Linked DNA regions of Sus scrofa: region 1 is linked to region 2. Evidence: chromatin contacts called from public HiChIP or PLAC-seq data. All regions are on one chromosome and are shown on one strand. Each heading gives the region's core, a stretch centred on a gene start, on an enhancer-like site or on the middle of the called end of the contact. The rest is flanking DNA. Distances are from core to core; before and after follow the strand shown. Region 1 overlaps LOC102160855 (a long non-coding RNA gene). Region 2 has its middle 44 kb from the start of RAB38.

Region 1 (2,700 bases), core at 178-2,677, 140 kb after region 2:
CAGATAATTCAAACCAGGTTTCTCTGACCACAAAGCGCTTTTTACAGCTAGTCAAATAATGATAAGAATACTTAATGAATGGAAGTCAAAATGGAGAGAATTTGTTAGTTGACAGAATATTCCATTTAGAGTGTGGTAAAGGATAGAAAACCACTGAAGTTTTCTCAGTAGGGTCTGATCATGTCTCTTCATAGTTCAATGCGATGACATTGAATATTTACTACTATTATTTTTATTTTTACTAATAATTCTTATTAGTCACAAAAAATTTGTGTCGCTGTCTTTATTCATGATAGATAGTATACATTAGAACGTTCAGTTTATGTTGTCTCACCTTTTTCTGAGGATTAATTTTAGGAATAAAAAAGGACATGAAGTGTCACAGATCTGAGAAAAAAATATAATTATTTTTAGATAAGATACTTGAGCAATCTTTCTTTACTAGTTGGTTGTGTATCTGATTAACTTCCAGGTCAGTGAAATTAGAATTTAGCCTGCAAAATGGATCTATACATCATAGTTTTGCAAATTTAAACTTGTAACAATCTTGGAGCTGGATCAATAAACTTTAACAGATGTTCCTCTCTGCACCTAGGCCAACTGTCTTATCAAGACAGTGGTTTTGCTTTGTTTGTTTTGTTTTTATAAAGATTCTGTTTGTGGAAGCAAGATTTGACCAGGCTTTCTTTGAAGTTAGTACCCTTGTGGCAAGTTTGAAATAAACTTAGACCTTTGCTCAAAAAAATCAATGCATCTGAAACTTTCCTTTAACATTCCTTTGTCTCTTAAATCTGGGCTCCTCGAGGAGAGGTTTGTTTCTTTTCACTGTAGCCCAGTCATCTAGTATGAGATTGGGTACAAATGAAGGGCTTTCTAGATGTCAGTTGAATAAATGAATATTTGAAAGAATTTACCAACTATGGACTTTGTTTCACTTTCACCTTGTTTACTTCTTTGGAAAGATACCCCCAGCGAGATTTTTCATCTTTTTATTTTATTCCTTTGCAAAAAAGGTTCTCTAGGGACCTCTTCACTGGATCTCTCTCAGTCATGTCCTTTCCTGCCTGGCTTGGAATTTTTTTGGCTCTGGATTTCCTCACCAGTCTGGGCTACACCCTCACTGCCCCCCTCCCCTCCTTAAGTCACATCATATTTGAGGACAGAATTTCCAAACCACCTTCTCCTAGGCATGTTTTTCCCCCTTTAAACTTGAAAAAGAGGAGAAAAGTTAGGCAACTTAGACAATATTTCAAACAAAAGAGAAGTAGTGGAAGGTTGAGAAAAGGTCAGTACGGTTAGTTAGTGAGAAGAGTCTGACTCATTAAAAAAAAACAAACCACAGTAACTGACAAAAAACCTATCAGACAGAAAATCATGAGAAGGTTTTGAGTGGCTGGCTAAGGCAATACCAAAGCTCTAAGTGTTGAGAATGGGAAGTTAATCAGAAAAGACTACTTAGGAGGTGGAGAAATTTTCATGGCTCCCAGAGGGAGGTCTGTGCCTGGCTTTGCCCTGGCTGGCTATGTGACTTTTCTGTGCAAATGACCCTCATTTTCTAAATAAGGATATTGGACCAAATGATGTATAAGATCTTTTCCAATTCTAACATTTTATGGAGGACTAGACTTTTCTAACAGATTAAATGGATTCTTATGTTTTAAGTCTCATATTTATATTTAGTCTCATATAATTTGATTCCTTTTTATAATTTCTTCATTATTTAATCCACAGTTATTGAGTGGCTGCCTACTATTTGAACAGCATTTTAGGCAGCAAGCTGGGTGAGATAAAAATCACTGCCGTCTACCACCTTATAGGTTTGGGTGGCCGTAGCTTTACAAACAGCAAAAAGGCAATTGGAGCAGAAGCAATGGCTGAGGGAGGCGGGGAGGGAGGAATGGAGGTGACATGAAAAGGACAAGGGCAAGAGAACACATTTTATAATTTCCTAAAATACAGATAAGGCTGCCACTTAAAAAAAACAAACAGTAAAATTGGTTATGATTTTTACATTTAATCCTTTGTTTTCTGAGGATGCTTAGTGCTGACCGTGTGATTGTGGCTACTCAGAGGTTTAATGCGGGATTCACTGGACTTTCCACACCACCTATAAAGAGGGTGGTTGATTTTTAGTTTTATTGGTGTGTCACTACCTAGCCTGGTCTATAGATTTGTGTTAACTGTGCAATAGCTGCTTGTAGATCTTAGCGGTTGCTCAGTGATTCCTCATAAAGCTTGATGCTGACATGAAAATTCAAATTACAGATGGCAATCCAGAGAATAAAAGAGCCTAGAAATGGCTGGGGGCCTGCAAGTGGGCATAAATGTGTGAAGCAGTGGACACATCACACCAGCTAGTGGTTTGGTTAGCATTTAGCCAGAAAGAGATACCCCACCCCCAAATGTTCAAATTTTTCTTTCTCTGTCCATCTGCCCCGTTTGCATTGTATGCCTGAAAACAGCACAGTCTAAGTCTCAGTTTGAAATCTCTAGGAGTTCCCATTGTGGCTCAGCAGGTTACAAACCCGACTAGTACCCACAAGGATGTGGGTTTGATCCCTGGCCTCCCTCAGTGGGTTAAGGATCCTCTGTTGCTGTGAGCTGTGGTGTATGTTGCAGATTTAGCTTAGATCCCATGTTGCTGTGGTTGTAGCAGAGGCCAGTAGCTGCAGGTCTGATTCAACCCCTAGCCTGGGAATT
Region 2 (2,840 bases), core at 30-2,529:
ATTATTATTTTCTCACATCTTGCAAAGGAGTAACAAAACTCCAAGAGCTAAAATGTTGCTCAAGTTTACTTAGCTAGAAAGCACAGAGCTAGGACTCAAAGCAAGTTCTGTAGCCTCAAAAGCCCATATTCTTTACAAACAAGTCATACTTGCTTCATGGTACATTGTAGTCATGGCTGTGCTGACTTTTTAGTGCTTTCAGGGAAGAAAAATGAATACTGGGGCTAAGCTTTTGTCTGAGAAAATAACAGGAACAGGAAAAAGATAAATGGACTTTCCTCACTCTCTAAACACTCAGACACATTTGACATTGGTACTGTGAATCATTTTCCACTTAACGAGTGGCGTTATATGCTCTTCAGTTTCTCTGAAGAGCTCCTCCCCATCCTATTAGAAAATGCTGAATTATCTTTTAAGTACCAGCTTCTATTCTGTGAAGAATTCCTGCTATTCTGTTCTTCTACAGTATTCTGTGTCTTCGATTCCACGGATTCCTTGACTCTCCCAACAAAATAGATATCTCTGTTGTATTACCACTGAAGTTATTGAAGAAAGTTCTATCATAGCTCATATATTTACAGATAATATTCTCAACATGCCTATAAACATCTGCCTCACCTACTAAATTATCAGTCTCTTGAGGATAATGGGAACTACGTCTCCTGCATCCACTCTGTGTCCTGTGTTCAGCTTAATCACGAAGCAGGTACACAGTGAAACATCTTCATTATTTTATAGGACTAATTATTTTTACATGCTTTTCCCCATCTCCCCTAAGAACTTATCCCTCAAGGAATCTACCACAGTAGAATTTTGCTTGGCATGTACTAACCGTGTTCTCTACATATGGAATTTCTCAAAAGTCAGAATAGTTTAAACTACTTAGCTTATTTGAGGCTCCAGCTCTAATTATTTTAAGTGACAATATCTATACATGGCTACAAAACCTGAAGTACATTTTAAATGTTTACATTTAATTAATTCATGCTTAAAACATACACATTCACAGACTCAATAGCTATCTGTATTATTTCAGAGATAGTACCCAAGTCTGAATTTGATCTAAATTTAAGGTTTTACTAAATATGACACTCAAAACAAGTATTTTTCCTGGTCCCCTTCTTTTTGCCACTCCTCTCTATTCTCCCTTGTTCTACAGTTTATGAACGTACTAGGTCATGAGCAAACCAAAACTATCTGAGGCGCCTCACTCAAGGCCTAAGAAACCCAGGGAGAATTTAGAGCTGCAGTATGGGACAGAGCCACTAGGTGGAGCTCCATAAAATCTATGGTCATCTCCTGCCCATGAATCACTTTAGACCATGGGATGCTGATGCTGGAAAGGACCTGGAAAGCAAGGAACTAATCCCTTCAGTTTCACAGAGGGGAAATCTGGGGGCCCATCAGGGAAAGAACTAACCCAGGTCACACACTGAATTAGTAAAGCCAAGCAGGACCCTGTGGAGCTATTCCAGGTACAAAAGATTTTCTGTGCTCCCTGTCTCCTGTTTGTAGAAAAGCTGTAGTCTCCTAGGCCTCCTCTGAGTCACCAAAGATCAGGCTCAAGCAGTTAAAGATTAGTACAGCAGAAGTACAGCTGCTGAGTCACAGAATCTTTAGTTCCTCCCTGAAAGACATAGATAACAGTGTCCAGTGCACTTTCCTGAGTTGTTTTGCAGATACTATAATAACCACCATCAGAGGGAAAAAGCTAACTATATGATAACCAGACGGTAGCCAGGACATAAGCTGCTGAATCTTGAGCAGTGCTGACTCTATGGCTTGCACAATTCCAGGAACCGGCCTCAAGGAAATGGGAATAAACAGACCCTGAAGTTGCAGATTAGCTATGTTTAAAACAATCTTAAGATAACACTGACCAGAGCACGACATGACTAGTTCCAAGATGACTGTCAGATTTCTGACTGTTCTATTCTGAACATCGCGTCTGTCTGCGCACCCCTGAAACCTTCCACTTTTCCCCTGTAACTCCCTTTTCCCTCTAACTGGCAAGGGGAAAATGGTTTGGGGAATGATAGTCCACTATCTCCCCAGGTTGCCAGCTTCCCAATTAAAGCATCTTTCTTTTCCCACCAACCCTTGTTTCTCAAATATTGACTTCTGAGCCATGAGTAGCTGAACTTGAGCTCGGTTCTGGCTCCAGCTGGTAACATTAGTAGTAAACACAAAATCAGCGCCCAGAGTCTGCATGGCTGCACCTTTGCATTTTCTGCAGTAATTATTTTGCCACTAGAGTTGTGAATGGAAAAGGTGTACAGCTTAAATAAAAACAGGATACATGACTAATCAATCTCCTCATGGTGAAGCAAAACAGTATTGGCATAACATTAATTAACTTGTGTTCTGGAGTCACATACTGTTAGCCAAAGAAAGTGAGCTTCATGGCCAGTGCCTGCAACAGTGTGCATTTGAATGAAGGTATCTCAGCTTCTTTCTACTGGATAATCAAAGAAGCCTTATATCACTGTTCTGCTTCATTTATAGAAAGGAGTTTGGGCAGAAGGAGTGGAAAGGACTAGTTTTTCCACTGACAAACTCTGTGGTATCAAAAGAAAGTTTCCTGCCCATTGTTTCCATGGGAGAAATGGTGGAGTCTGCTTTGCCTAATGAGCAGAGGCAGAACAAGGAGTTATGGGGATTTGGAATAAGGTAATTATAGGACAAAACTGATCATGACAGGTTATCATTGGTAACTTCCATGCGCCTTCGGTCCTATCAGGTCCCCTTTCCCACAGTTGTCCTCATTCTACCACATCTCTGTCTCAGAAGGGAATGTGACAAATAAACCAGTTAGATCTCAGAGTGCTCTAAGAACCAGA

What was found. HiChIP or PLAC-seq counts read pairs in DNA pulled down with a chosen protein or histone mark.
Region 1: an H3K27ac HiChIP or PLAC-seq map of alveolar macrophages shows a contact between it and region 2. The contact joins two enhancer-like sites. A contact is called at or near these places in 2 of 47 Hi-C or Micro-C datasets (embryonic fibroblasts and heart right ventricle) and 2 of 2 datasets of contacts at active chromatin or transcription factors (alveolar macrophages and skeletal muscle).

Annotation. Positions count from the first base shown.
Region 1 is chr9:21,819,419-21,822,118 of Sscrofa11.1, forward strand. The region is part of intron 4 of LOC102160855 (a long non-coding RNA gene); the gene reads left to right. Among named protein-coding and RNA genes, the nearest start is that of CTSC, 59 kb to the left of the region's middle. Within about 2 kb of position 1,428, at least 18 of the 83 cell types and tissues checked have an H3K27ac peak or open chromatin away from gene starts, as enhancers often do. A contact at or near this core is called in alveolar macrophages, where this site is marked.
Region 2 is chr9:21,682,967-21,685,806 of Sscrofa11.1, forward strand. No RefSeq gene overlaps it. Among named protein-coding and RNA genes, the nearest start is that of RAB38, 44 kb to the left of the region's middle. Within about 2 kb of position 1,280, at least 20 of the 83 cell types and tissues checked have an H3K27ac peak or open chromatin away from gene starts, as enhancers often do. A contact at or near this core is called in alveolar macrophages, where this site is marked.